2 separate regions of the Zea mays genome follow, and region 2 is linked to region 1. Evidence: chromatin contacts called from public Hi-C data. All regions are on one chromosome and are shown on one strand. Each heading gives the region's core, a stretch centred on a gene start, on an enhancer-like site or on the middle of the called end of the contact. The rest is flanking DNA. Distances are from core to core; before and after follow the strand shown.

Region 1 (7,490 bases), core at 2,333-4,832:
CAGCATTACCCTCAGACCGAACCCTCAGCCTGCTTCCAGAATCCACTCCGGCAGGAACCTTTAGACTGATCCTCTTTGTCCTTCGCACTCGGCCATCGCCCGAACAGGTGTTGCAAGGCGTGGAGAATTCGCCGGTGCCACCACAGGTATTGCAGGTGGAGACTTGCTGGAATATTCCGAGTGGTGTTCTTGTGGAGGAGACCACCTGGCCCTGGCCTCCACAAGTTTTACATGTCGTTGCCTTTGTACCTGGCTTAGCACCACTTCCATCGCAGGTGTTACAGCCTTCCAATCTGGTTATCTCAATCTCTTTCTCCACACCAAACACCGCATCCTTGAAATTGAGTACCAGATTGTAGCTCTCATCATCACCTTGCATTGGTCTGTTACGGGCAGCACGACCGCCACCCATTCCACCCATCCCACCGAATCCTTCAAACAGGGACTCGAATAGATCAAACGGGTTTGAGTAATCCTGTAGGAAACAAAATTGACATGATTAGAACAAATCAAGGATCCTGCTGACCAAACTTCTGATATAGAAACCATAGAAGAACACTTACTCCTGTGCCCATGCCAGCACCTTTCAGACCTGCTTCTCCATATTTATCATAGATTGATCGCTTCTCATCATCAGACAAAACCTACAACATACATCCTTGCTATGTAAGCATAAATAAATGTGCATCCTACTACCAAAAAAGGAATTTGGAGCTAAGTATGAACAGTTGGCCCAACCTCATAAGCATTGCTGATTTCCTTGAACTTTTGTTCAGCACCAGGATCTCTAAAATAAACAATAAATAGGTACTTTCATTATTTGACTAACTAAATGGGAAATATGTGTAATGTACAAAACAAATATAAGAAGAATGTACAGCTGGCTATAAGAGCAACTCTAGTAAGTATTTACCAAGCAGATAAATTTGCTCTACGAGTAAAAAAAGAAACGATCTCCAACAGTTGCTGATATATAGGAAGCTAAAACTGTTTTGAATCTTGGGTGGGCCTATTTGTTTCTGCGACGCCAGCAGGTTCATGCGAAAGGCGAGCACCAGTCGCGCCGGCGGACGAAGCCTGTGCATGCCTTCGATTGGATCACGCCGTCCAGATGTCCGGATATATAGTTATAGGCATTGATAATTTGCTTTTGTTCAGTCAATACGTACGTACAGAGGATTAGAAGTGTAGAGGTACAAGTGCTACTTTCACTAGACACATCTAAACATAAAATAATTCAAATAGACAATCAGTGAAACCACCATTTGGATTAAAGCATCTTTGTTTAAAATGCACGATGCAGATGCATTTAACGTTCAATTGGAAGACACTTGGTCTTAATCCAACCATACAACACTAGTGTTCAACCTCACTATGGATACGGTCTGAAAATAATAGGAGATGAAAATCACTTTCTAACCATTGGAAGTACTATCAATTTGAGCTTACAAGTCATGTGCATCGAAAATGAATAAAATGCACAATAAAGTTTCTACAAAACTTCAGTGCTTTCTGGGGTGCCACGCTTTCTTGGGTGGGGCAACCGCTGGGGACAAGGGCCTGGCGGTGGAGCAGCAAAACCCAGCCGATGGGAGTCAGGCGGACGGGGACAGGCGGAGGCGTCGGGGAAGGGAAGGACAGGCACGACAGCGGGGATGGGGGCCAGGTGACAGGGACAAGGGCCTGGCGGAAGAGCACAAATCCTTGCCGACGAGAGCCAGCAGGTGGTGTCGGGGAGGAGGCCAGGCGGATGCGTCGGGGAAGGGAAGCCTAGGCCCCGCCGTCAGGGATGGAGACCAGGCGACAGGGACGAGATCCTAGGGGAGGCGGAATCTGGATGGAAGAGAAAAAAAATGGCGCGAGTGGGTTGTGGCGAGGCCAACGTGCCTGAACAAGGCGCCAAAACTAAAAAATGGTGCGACTGGGCTCTTCGGGAGTGGGAAACTAGTTGCTACATGTAGAGATCAAATTGGCTGGGATAGCAACTTAGTAAATTTACCAAGTTGATTTCAGGAGCTGTTGGAGAGGGGGTTTTATAAAAACTCTCCAAATTTCTTGTTTAGGGGATTCTTTAGGCGACTACTGGAGTTTCTCTAAGCATCCGAAAAGCAAAAGAATGGTGATGATAGTAGCTGAAAAGTGATTATTGCAATAGCCAACTTACTTGTTTACATCTGGATGATAGCTCCTAGCAAGCTTCCGATAGGCTGGAAAATAAAAGGATTCAGGACCATTTTGTTACAAGTGATATCATCATATCTTAAATCAGCATTGGTTTTATTTTTAAAAGTGCACTGTATTATTGGAGCAGCATTGAAGTGGGAGTATGGAAGATGGACTTTGAGTAAATCTGGGTTCTGACAAAGTGAAAAGTCGCAAGTTTTTGCATGGCATATTACATGACAACCACAACCAGATAAAATCAAGGTAATGAATTCCTCTAACACATAACGATCAAGTGGAAAACATCAACAGCATGATCAACTAAACAGAAGATACCAACCGCTCTTGATTTCAGATTTACTAGCATTTCTTGAGACACCAAGTACGTTATAGAAATCCTGTCATTTGATATTTAAATCCAAGTAAGAACGGAAGACATTTTGAAGCAATAATGTAAGCAAAACAGGAAGACAAAAGAATAGCTCACAGCTTCAGCTCTGACGACAAAACTTGAGCCCCTTTTCTGGCGAGATCTTGACGACGGTACATGGTTTATTTGTTCAGAAGAGGTCTGTGAATGCAAACTATAACTAGGTGATAGCAGGTGTTTACCTCTACCTCTTGAACTGCACAGAGACAGTAGAAACAAACTTAGTTTCCTAAAGTTAACTACATGGTACCTACCAAATACTATCCGAATTGTGCAGGCATACCTGGTTTTCGGTGCCAGGAACCTTGCATCGGCATAGGTAGCCCTTGCAACTGCAGGCGGCGAGGATAGCGGCCGAGGTTTTTCACCGAGTTGGGGAAGCAAGGCACCATTGAACTGTACTAGCGCCATGTAATGTATTGTTACACGTGTGTAACACCAGCTGAAATATGACGGGAGGCAGAGTCAAGAGCTTCGCTACATACATTAGGCATTCCAGGAATGCAGGTGACCAGGTGTCAGTTAGATCAGACGTTCTTGCATAACAAACTATCTACTAATGACGAGACATGAGTTGTAATTCAGAACCCAGAAACAGACGTGGTCTCATACTTTCATTGGAGAACCACGCCACAACGCAGGGGCCGACCCAGGCATGACATGTACCCGATAGTTTTTTTTGGCAAGGAATAGTAGGTATCATCCATGTGTGTACTCGTTGGTAAGGTCAGATCCGAATACAGGCAACTTATTACTATAGGGTTTGGGGCGCTCCTTTCCTAGCAGCGCGAGGGGAAGAGAGGAGCGGGGCGTACCTGGTGGGCACTCGTCGCCGGCGGAGGCGCGTAGGGAAGGGCGCGCGGGAGAGGAAAAGGGAGATGGGGAGAGGGTGAACGCACCGCGGGCAGCGGACCGCGACGCGCACTGGCGTCTGGATGGCGCGCGGAGGCGGCGCGCGGCGGGAGAGGCTGTGCAGGTGCGGGGGGAGGAGATGATGAGAGGGGAGGGCTGTTGAGTGGTGAGTGGTGAACCGGTTGGAGATCGAGGGTACTTTTGGAAGATCCGTCTCATTTCTTTTTTTTCTTTTATATCTTTATATACTATCTACTAGTTATATGTCCGTGCGTTGCCACGAGACAAGAGAGCGTGGGGAGCGGCGCATAGGCTACAAATATAATTTTTGTTTATTTCTAAACAGTAAGATATGTGTGGTGTGGTGGTTAGCCCCCAAATTTTTTGAGTAGAATGGTGTGGGTTCAAATGCTCGTTCTGCACTATTTTTCTGGGTGTGGGAAGGTGAAACCGTGGTAGCACCAGTGCCTACATTAGGTTCTTATTAGAGTAGTATAGATATAGATAGATTGTTTTCAACGTTTGCATACAAGATCAATGCAAAAATGGGAGGTTAGTTCGGATGGCATGTGTTCTGAAATAATTGATTACCCTTGTATTGGACATGCTATGCAATACATACAACACATTATGTTTGTAACTGAATGTACCTTTTGGTCCGATGTTGGAGTGTTGGGACAAAGAAAGGAAAGAAATGGTGACTATCAAAATCATTACGACATTAAGAAGTACATGGGTGCTGCAATGATAGAAATTGGCATGCTCGAGCAGCTTGCAAAATGTACCTCTTACCATAACCTCTTTCATTTTAACGATAATCACAAGAATTCAAGTGGTGGTACGTGGGCATTCCATTTTATTATGATAATATGTACATTTTGCAGCCTATATTATGAGAAAGAAGGATTTTGGCTTCTAAATATGACGTGATGATATCTTGATTAGGGAATGCAGAAAAAAAACAGGAGGGCATAATGATGTGCCTAATCTATAGAGTTGTCTACCATAACATATGTAGTTTCTATGTTAGAACTACGCATAAAGAAGCTTCCCATGTTCTATCTAGAAGGCTCTGGAGTTATTAAGGCCAGCTTTCAGTAGTAGGAGAGCAATAAAAAAGGGGGAGAGTGGAGACTGGTATCATGGTATGGATGCTTACTGCAACTGCCCTATTGTTGACTTCCACGACGGCGCACTTGGCCATCCTACTCGTTGTTGTTGCCGGCGTGGTACCCAACGTTGAGCTTCCTCTCCCTCCACAACTTGGTCCTCAACTGAGAAACAACTTGAAGGTCCATCATGGCAGATCCAATCTGCAAAGGCTCATGCTAAGATCCGTGTCCACGAGAGAGGGTGGGTGGGTGTGGCAGGAGGGGGTGGCATCGCGTGCGGTGGCGGGCATCACAACGTTGGGGGGAGAGGGGACGCGAGCGCTGATGGCGGGGTGAAGATCTCGTGCATGTCGTCGATGCGGGTGGAGCAGCAGTCGCGGGTGGGTTGGATATATCGTCCATGTCGCTGATGCGGGTAGAGCAACAGTCGCGGGTGGGTTGGAGATCCTGTCCATGTCATCAATGCGGGTGGAGCGGCGCTGAGGCGCGTGGATATGCTACCGTAGTTGGGTCGGAGGCGGAGGTGGGGGCAAGGCGGGGCATGGTCGGGTCTCTGCACCCGCGGGTGGGTAAGAATATCTTCTACGGTTCACTCTATAATTCTATATTTCTTCATCTATATCCTACTCACATACCACATCGGCGTTCTCTCTCCGTCTATATCTCTATTATGTACAACGGTTCACTCTAAATCAACCCTTATACCCCACCATACTATTATTATATACATTTCTCTTCAACTAACTCAACTACCAGTTTTTATTTGTTTTTATTTTCTACAGGACGTCGTCCACTGTTGCAAAAATTACGACCCGTGTATATTATTTTTAATAATTATTGATTGTATAATTATTATGTCTACTAATCGTTGCACTTTTTTTTGTTACACTACATGTAGCCGCAAGAATTTCTAAATAATAAATAAATCTCAAAATCTTCAACTTTCTCTTCGTTGGTAGGCTCCAGAAGTGAAAGTCGCCTAGAGGGGGGTGAATAGGGCGAATCTGAAATTTATAAACTTAAGCACAACTACAAGCCGGGTTAGTGAAAGGGAATTAGGCTTACACCTATTTCCTAATTGATTTTGGTGGTTGAATGGCCCAACACAAATAATGGGACTAACTAGTTTTGCTCTAGTCTATAAGTTATACAGGTGCCAAAAGTTCACACTTAGCCAATAAAAAGACCAAGAAAAGGGTTCAACAAAAAGAGCAAGGGACAACCGAAGTGTGCCCTGGTCTGGCGCACCGGACTGTCCGGTGTGCCACCGGACAGTGTCCGGTGCACCAGGGGACTCCAAGCTGAACTCTTCACCTTCGGGAATTCTCAGAGGTGCTTCGATATAATTCACCGGACTATCTGGTGCACCACCGGACAGTGTCCGGTGCCCCAGAGGAGAGCGACTCTGAACTCTCCAGCTTCGGGAATCCGCTCCGCTATAATTCACCGGACATGTCCGGTGCACACCGGACTGTTCGGTGAGCCAGCGGAGCAACGACGACTTCGCGCGCAACGGTCGACTGCAACGCATTAAATGCGCGCCTGCGCGCGCAGAGGACAGGGCACGCGCAGGTGGCACACCGGACAATCTACAGGACTTGTCCGGTGCGCCACCGGACAGCCAGGCGGGCCCACAAGTCAGAGTTCCAACGGTCGGAACCCAACGGCCTGGTGACGTGGCTGGCGCACCGGACACTGTCCAGTGGCGCACCGGACTGTCCGGTGCGCCATACGACAGCAGCCTCCACCAAACGGCTAGTTTGGTGGTTGGGGCTATAAATACCCCAACCACCCCCACATTCAAGTCATCCAAGTTTTCCACCTTCCAACTACTTACAAGAGCTCTAAGCATTCAATTCTAGACACACCTAAGTGATCAAATCATCTCCCAATTCCACAAAAGCTTTAGCGTTAAGTGAGAGAGATTTGTTGTGTTCTTTTGAGCTCTTGCGCTTGGATTGCTTCTTTTTCTCATTCGTTCTTGCGATCATCTCAATTGTAAACAAGGCAAGAGACACCAATTGTGTGGTGGTCCTTGCGGGAAGTTTGGTTCCCAATTGATTTGAGAAGACAAGCTCACTCGGTCCGAGGGACCGTTTGAGAGAGGGAAAGGGTTGAAAGAGACCCGGTCTTTGTGACCACCTCAACGGAGAGTAGGTTTGCGAGAACCGAACCTCGGTAAAACAAATCCGCGTGTCACACTCTTTATTCGCTTGCGATTTGTTTTGCACCCTCTCTCTTGGACTCGATTATATTTCTAACGCTAGCCCGGCTTGTAGTTGTGATTAAGTTTGTAAATTTCAGATTCTCCCTATTCACCCCCCTCTAGGCGACTTTCAATTGGTATCAGAGCCCGGTGCTTCATTAGAGTGAGAGCACCTAGAGGGGGGGTGAATAGGTGATCCTGTGAAACTTGAAACTTAAGCCACAAAAACTTGGTTAAGTGTTAGCACAAATAATGCCAAGTGGCTAGAGAGGAGTCTCAACAAAACACAATAACCACAAGAGATCAATCACAGAGATGGCACAGTGGTTTATCCCGTGGTTCGGCCAAGACCAACGCTTGCCTACTCCACGTTGTGGCGTCCCAACGGACGAGGGGTGCAATCAACCCCTCTCAAGCGGTCCAAAGACCCACTTGAATACCACGGTGTTTTGCTTTGTTTTTTTAATCCCGTTCGCGAGGAATCTCCACAACTTGGAGCCTCTCGCCCTTACACTTGAAGTTCACAAAGAAGCACGGAGTAAGGGAGGGATAAGCAACACACTCAAGACAAGAAATCACAGCACCACCACGCACACAAGTCGTAACAAGAGCTCACAACACAACTCAATGAGTTCACAACTCAACTAGAGCTCTAATTGCTATCGCACAGAATCAAAGGCGTGGAATCGATGTCTTAGTGCTTAGGAATGCTTAGAGGATGCTTGGT
Region 2 (7,490 bases), core at 1,849-4,348, 72 kb after region 1:
GAGCCAGGAAATCCGGTCTGTCTCCCTGCTCAAACCCGAGGCAAATCCAAGGTTTTGTCGTGTCTAGGGCTCGCGTCCCAATGCCATCTTCTGGCACACGACAGAGGGGTTAGTTAGACACAATTTTGTTAATGGGGCCATTATGATTCGAGTTAGGGATCAAGGTGAACATCCCTGATCTTTGGCTCAAGGTCTGATTTTCAGAATTCTGAAATTCAGAATTCCCATTAAGTCCCCACATGAGAAGCTTGATTTGAGGTTTTATTTGAGTTATTTTGGCTAAGCTTTCTCAACCTTTCTTGTTGCTCATTAAATATACTTCAATTTTTATAATTGGCTCAAGTCATAATTTTAAACTTTTCATCCTCTTTTTCTTATTTTCTCGAATTTTGCTTATGGGGCTCACTTAGGGTTTTTATTAGGGTTACACATTCTTACCCTTTTTTAAAAGACTCAATTGTTTTGCTCATGATACTTTTAAGTATATACTTGGTGAATTCTTTATTTGATGCTCATGCTTACTTTGGTTCACATAAAATAATGGTTCTTGGTTTGGCATTTTGAGAGAAACCCTAGGTGACACTGGGGTGTCACAAAAGCCATCTTTGCCGAGTGATGTGGTCAAGGCACTCGACAAAGGGACTGGCAAAGGGGCCCACTGGATGACTCTTTGCCGAGTGTCAGTCCACTAGACACTCGGCAAAGAAGCCTCCTTTGCCGAGTGCCTACGAGAGCTCTCGGCACAGGGACTGGCGGTGGGGCCCACTGGAGCCGTTTTTGCCGAGGGCCGTGATAGCAGACACTCGGCAAAATTGGCCTCTTTGCCGAGTGCCAAAGAAGACACTCGGCAAAGGATCCGTCACCGTCACTTGGCGCCGTGACGGTGACTTTTCTTTGCCAAGTGTCAAATGGCACTCGGCAAATTCTTTGTCGAGTGCCCGACAAAAAGTACTCGGCAAAGAGGCCGTTGCCGATGTACAGTTCGCCGAGCGTTCTTTGCCGAGTGTTACACTCGGCAAAGCCTTTGCCGAGTGTAAAATAGCCTTTGTCGAGTGTCCGAGACACTCGGTAAAGGAGCTGTGTCCGGTAGTGATATGTTGCACGGGTCATGTGGCTTGAAGGTCCCGCAGACGTTGCCTTGAAATCGGACGAATGAGCTCCTTCATGCAGATGGGTCATGTGGCTTGTTCCCGCAGACGTTGCCTTGAAATCGGACGAATGAGCTCTTTCGTGCAGACGTGGACGCAGGACAGAAGCCGTTTCCATCCGGCTTTAAAGTATAGGAAATTTAACAGTTCATATACTCTGCTTGCTTGATCTAACATTGTTGTGAAATTACCATGATTGGCTCCAGTGCTACTAGCAACCCTATTCTATGATTTATATTGGCATAGACATACATGTAATATATTTGTGCATTCTTGATTCCACTTGTAATTTCTGGAATTTTCTCCTTATATGATCTATCATTGTTGTCAGCTTGCATATTATCCTATAGTGAACGACTAAGTTTGGCTTACTATTTGGTACTGCTATATAGCAAGATATGCATGTCGTTATGTTTGTTAATGTATCTTTGGGCAAGTGTAGATAATTCTAGACCACCCCTTTCAACATTGTTGTCTGACTAAGTCCGAAAGCTAAAGCAACTTAGTGTCCAGACTCTCTCAAAGTCAACTAATTCTAGGTGATCCATGAAGAATTCCTAGAATCTTTTGACCTTGTTATTGGAAAAAAGTAATTAGTGACAACTTCCACATGTCGTTGGCAAACTTTCTTCGACTAATTCTTTAGTTCATTGTTGTATATTTTCTGTGATGTGAACAGTTCTCAAAAGATCCCAATAAAAATAAAGAAAAAAGGCATGGTTGAGCGAGGGGTGTCTGAACCAGTTTAACGTCTGGTGCAATAACCTCAAGCTTATTGAAATTATCTATGAAGACAACGATGCGAAAAAGATGGTGGAGATTTTGTTGAGCATTTCAAGGGACCTGCCCAAGAATAACATAAATCTCACCCAGGTTGACCCGCTTAGTCCAGGTCATCTCGCACTTGTCACACTGTGGCTTTTATGAACTTTACTTGCATGCCTCCGCTGTGTTTAGACGTCCTTAGGTGAACTGTTGGGCATGTTCTTTTGGACTCGTTTCTAGATAATTTAATTGTACGAGCTATGGTATTGATTTTTGTGTGGCTTCGTGCTCAAGACTCAAGTCCTTATGGTGTAAGCTTGCATGCTGCAACGCGAATAGAAAGTTGCATTTTTGCTTCGTTTCTTTGCATATTCAGTTTGGTGGATGCAAGCGAAGATGAATCTTCGAGTTCATTTCGTCTTTTTGTTGAGCCTGCACGCGTTGACTAATATAAGAAAGTTAAATCCCAATCTGTTACGCTTACACTTCGCACTGATTTGAGATAAACTGTGAAGTATATATATTAGCATTTGATCCTGACGAACCATGGTTGATATGTCCATCAGCCATAGATTGGTGCTCTCATCAACAATCACATTGCTATGCCTTATTTGAGCTATGTACATGAACTAGCATATGTAAGCTCTGCATTTGGCATGCATAATTGTAGCTTGTAAATCTCCTTATTGAGATCGATAATATATGTGGTGTTCTATTTTGTTGAATATTTTGTATTACGTTGGTCTGTTGCAATAAACGGATACCTGAGGGGTAGGCTGCCTCCTGGTTCTGCCCATCCTAGTTCCTCCGCTCACAACCAACCAGTGGCGGAGGATGCATCAAAATTAAGGTGATGCTAACGCGACGACGAAAGAAAATTTACAATATAGTTTAAAGCAATTCATATCTACAAAATAAGTGACAAATGTGGAAAATTACCTTCTTTCCCTATGTTTGATCAACGTGCGGAGCAGCAGAATAGAGCTTGGAGTAGGCGCAGATGGACTATGGTGCGGAGGCACAGATGGTGGAACACGGCCAAAGCTAGTGGAGCTAGGTACCTAGGCCTGGGCGTTGGTGGAGCATGGCCTATGTGGCTGGCCGGAAGCAATAGGAGATTGGCCAGCTCAGCCTAGGTGTAGGAGGAGACGCGACCACGTGGGGTAGAGCTTGGCCAGCGGCCTTGGCCGGAGCTCGGTAGGACAGGAGCGTCGGTGGCTCAATAGTGGGCCAGAGCCCGGAGGGGGACTGCGTACGTGTGTCGGACGGCTAGAGCGCATGCAAAATAGGCCATAGAGTCATGGTGGTCTAATGCAGAGCTCGGGTGACCGTTCTCCAGCGCTGCACCGGCAACACGGTGACCATGACCGACGACAATGCGTCAGCGGCTTGCTTGGCGGCGGCGCTCGGCAGAGGGAGAGTACGTGAGCAGACACGTGAACAGATGGCCGTTACTTAGGTTAGACATTAGCATTTTTATTGTTGATCCTTTCTTGTGTTAGGCTATGGTATTGCTCAAGCAACACTAAGCAATATTGGGCCCTCCACCCCTACGACCAACCGCTCTTCGCTCTCTCCACCCCCCTGTTGAGCACCAAAATAGGCAGGACGGATAGTCCGCAACAGTAACGCGGACGGTCTGCGCGCGCATAGAGCCAGTTAGGGTTCCGAGTTTCTTGCTATGGTTGTTAGCTAAATTCGCGGAATTAACTCGGGAGATTAGCTTGTAACGGGTCCAGACCTCCCCTTTCCGTTTTTCCAATTCCTAGGAGTAGGAGTAATTTAACCTTAGGATTAGATCTAGTTTAGTCTTCCACAATAATCTCTACTCAGCTCTACGCCAATTAGAGGAGCATCGGGCGGCCTGCCGACCCAGAGCAACCCCTTGGAACTCTCCCCCTCGATGGGATATCTCCCAGGGCGAGTTCTAGGGTTCTTTGCAGAGAAGAAGACCCTCTACGCTATCGCGGATCATCTGGCCCCAAGCGCGGACTGTCCGAATGTGTGCAGAGGAGCAGTCGCTCCTGCGCCAGGTTGCGGACCGTCCGACCCTGTGTCGCGGACCGTCTGTGCCTCCGCGGAGAGCCCCGCTAGGCGATCCGTTCCCGTGTTTGGCGCTCGATCGGCGCCAACACACTTTTTGGCGACTCCACTGGGGACTAGGTGTCTAGATCTACTAAAAATCAGCCCATAGATGGTCGGTTCTAAGGATCACACCAAGATCTCCACCACCAACATCATCAAGCCGGCCATGGAGGCACTCTCGGCTGATGGCCAATGACCCTTTGAGGACCTCGTGATGCGCGAGAAGGAGGTGATGTGGCAATGGAACGAACAACGTGACAAGGAGGAGGCGGAACTACTGCATAAACTCTCCGAACGACGCAAAGAGGCGGCGGAAAAGTACTTGTCACACTTCACGGTGGATCGCTAGCAGAAGATCATCTGTCAAGGGGAGATCGATATGGAATCTCTCCTATCTCCGCTTCAGGGTCCTGCTGTAAGTGCTCCAGATGTATCTCTTACGACTTTTATGGATCAACGAGGAGATCAGTTAAAACAATATGTAGATGAATCTATTAAAATGCATATACGTTCATATGAGAAATCAACTGTTCCTAGTTTTCAGTCACGTGAGTCTAATACAGAGCCACCCGCACCGAGCACATCGGCTACAAATGGGTCACCCTTGGCCAAGCCATCATATGGTATGCCGATGCATGCGGTCGCGTCACCATCGCAGCCGCCGTCACTAGGCACGCGACAGGTTCTGGACTCGACCCGACCGTCCGAGCATCATTTCAGACAATTTGGCTACATCGTGGACCATTCGGCGCATTTTATCGGACCGTCCGACCCGACACAGGCCTGCACACAGATCGCTCAGGTCGCACCATGCATGGCCGGATCATCCGGGTACAACCCCCGATAATTCGACCCTATCGCGGACCGTCCAATACATTACGCTGGACCGTTCGAATATGTCGTGGACCGTCTGGTACCTTATGCCGAACCATTTGGACATGTCGTGGACCATCCGGTACCTTATATCGGACCGTTCGGATATGTCGCGGGCCGTCCGATACCTTACGCCGGACCGTCCGGATATGGCATGAACTAGCCGGTGTATTACGCCGGACCGTACAACTCTACACGAGTCCACGCGCAGACCGCCCAAGTCGTGCCATATATGACCGAACCGTCCGGGTATAGGCCTGGACCATTCGGCCCGATCGCGGACCGTCCAGCCCTTTACGACAGATGGTCTAGGTACGAGACTACCCAGGCAACACCATATATTGCTGGACAGTTCGGATATACCTTCGGACCATTCGGCCCGGTCACGGACCGTCCGACCCCTTATGTCGTACCGTCCGGGTATGTGTATGCAGAACCAAGAGCTGCACAATACACATAGTCCGCACACTCATCGCAACAACATTATGGTGCCCCACCAGCAACACATTATAACCATGCCATACCACCTCATGGACACAGGGCTGAATACTGTTCGGCCACTAGAGAGCTTGAGAGGTATAGGGCAGGAGCTGGTGACATTAATAGGACACCTAACACACACCTCAGACGTCCCTAGGAGGAAAGTCGACAAAGTGATGTCAGACAACCTGAGATTTCTACCCACAAACTTAATGGATGGTCGTCAGACATGGTGGAGAGGATTAGAGACGAGGTAGTCGAGATGTTCAGGGACAAACTCGGTGTTAGTGTGTCAAGTATAAGGCAATCGTATCGGAAGCCTTATAGCCACTGATTCGACACCTCGTATCCACAGGGGACTAGGATACCAGACTTCTCTAAATTTTCCGGTGAAGGTGGGAAAAGCACGCACGAACATATAAGCCAATACATAGCACACTTATGAGAATTGGCTGATGGGGAAGCCTACCGTGTTCGTTTATTCTTGTTGTCCCTTACCAATACCGCATTCGTGTGGTACACGACTCTGCCACCTAACTCTATTAACTCTTGGGAAGAATCAGAGCGGAAATTTCATGAGCACTTCTTATCAGGAGAACATGAGTTAGAATTAGCTAATTTAGCTTCAATCCGACAGGGGCCTGAAGAATCTGTTAATGACTATATCCGGAGGTTCCGAGATACTAGAAACCGATGTTTTTAGATCCATGTCGCGGAAAAACAACTAACAGGGCTTGCCTTCAATGGGTTGTGACCTTACTTAAAAGAGAAATTAGATGGTACCCAATTATTTTCGTTAGTACACTTACACCAGTGGGCTTTGACCTATGAAAGCCGAAGTAAAGAAACATCAAAATTAGCTAATAAGATGCATCTAGTAGGGTGCGATAATTCGGACAATGAATCCACATATGTATATACCACCGAACTTGTTTGGCCAACACAGGCTAAACCTTCTTCGTGTTCTTCTTTACAGTTGATTCAAAAGAATCGGCAAGAAGAAGTTAAATTTACTTTTAATGTTCTCCTGGTGAATTGAAAAGATGAGCTTACTGCAAATGGCATAATTCTTTTAACCATGCCACCAATGATTGTAATGTTTTCCGAAGACAGATACAATCAGCCATAAATGAGGGCCGGTTGAGTTTTCAGGAGATGCAAGTGGACACACAACCATTTTCTATCAATACAATAGAGCTAGCAAACAAAAGGGTCTTGATTCGGCCAGAAGTGTCCGATAAAGGCAAAGGAAAAACATCATCACTGGTGATCCTCGCACGTCGAATATATCACAAGGAGGAATTGCTCGGAAAGCTTCGGACAAAAAGATTAACAAGTCTGGAGGCGTCGGGGGGGAGGCTCAATCGAACAGTCGAGCAAAGGTACCTGCCTTGAGCATCGCGGACTGTCCGGCACCTACGCACGGACGGTCCAATGCTCATGCAGATGGTCCAGCTAACCAAGCCGTACAGTCCACCCATGGACAGAAGCACCAGTCTCCACACAAAGCAAAAAAGGGATGCAAGGGCAAAACACATGTAACACACATAGTCAGCTAGTCAAAGTCGGCCCTACTTTTGATCAATTGCTCTCCAAGTATGATAGCAAGAAGGCCATTCTACGCAATCGGCCAGCAAAGAAACCCTGAACAAAACGATCAAATAAAACAGCTCAAAGGGCGACACAACAAGCCTCACCTATTCATCCTGTGATACCAGGATGCTCTCCACCCGCCTACTCATCGTCGATATGTTGTGCTGTCCAAATGTGGAATGGTACGATGATGAACCCATGGTACATGCATAGTTCCTTTGTCTATTCAGGCTGGGGGCACCTCCATTCTATACCTTTTGATCCATGGTCATGGCCGAGAAAGATGCAACCTGAAACGACCTATATGCATTAGAGCTCTATTGAATGATCACCCTATTGGTTTGAAAAGTCGGTGACTTGCATCAGGCTTAGTACATATGTTTTTGGTTAGTCAACCTACACCAAAAGGCAAGGGGCATTTGTTGAGCACCAAAATATGTAGGGCGGACGGTCCGACCCTGAGGCCGGATGGCCCACGACAGTAGCGCAGACAGTCCGCGCGCCCACAGAGCTAGTTAGGGTTCCGAGTTTCTTGCTACGGTTATT

Evidence for each region. A called contact is a pair of places that touch in the nucleus more often than the background predicts.
Region 2: a contact with region 1 is called in a Hi-C map of tassel, with 2.3 times the contacts expected there. The contact joins the enhancer-like site here to the promoter of LOC100382361 in region 1. A contact is called at or near these places in 3 of 25 Hi-C or Micro-C datasets (ear, endosperm and tassel).

Annotation. Positions count from the first base shown.
Region 1 is chr4:36,496,338-36,503,827 of Zm-B73-REFERENCE-NAM-5.0, forward strand. LOC100382361 (Chaperone protein dnaJ A6 chloroplastic) reads right to left here and starts at 3,583. Exons shown (of 8, transcript NM_001175106.1): 1 at 3,409-3,583; 2 at 2,877-3,035; 3 at 2,651-2,789; 4 at 2,504-2,561; 5 at 2,165-2,207; 6 at 739-787; 7 at 564-644; 8 at 1-475. The coding sequence starts at 3,004.
Region 2 is chr4:36,569,298-36,576,787 of Zm-B73-REFERENCE-NAM-5.0, forward strand. No RefSeq gene overlaps it. Among protein-coding and RNA genes, the nearest start is that of LOC103653092, 53 kb to the right of the region's middle. Within about 2 kb of position 3,099, at least 12 of the 20 cell types and tissues checked have an H3K27ac peak or open chromatin away from gene starts, as enhancers often do. A contact at or near this core is called in ear and tassel, where this site is marked.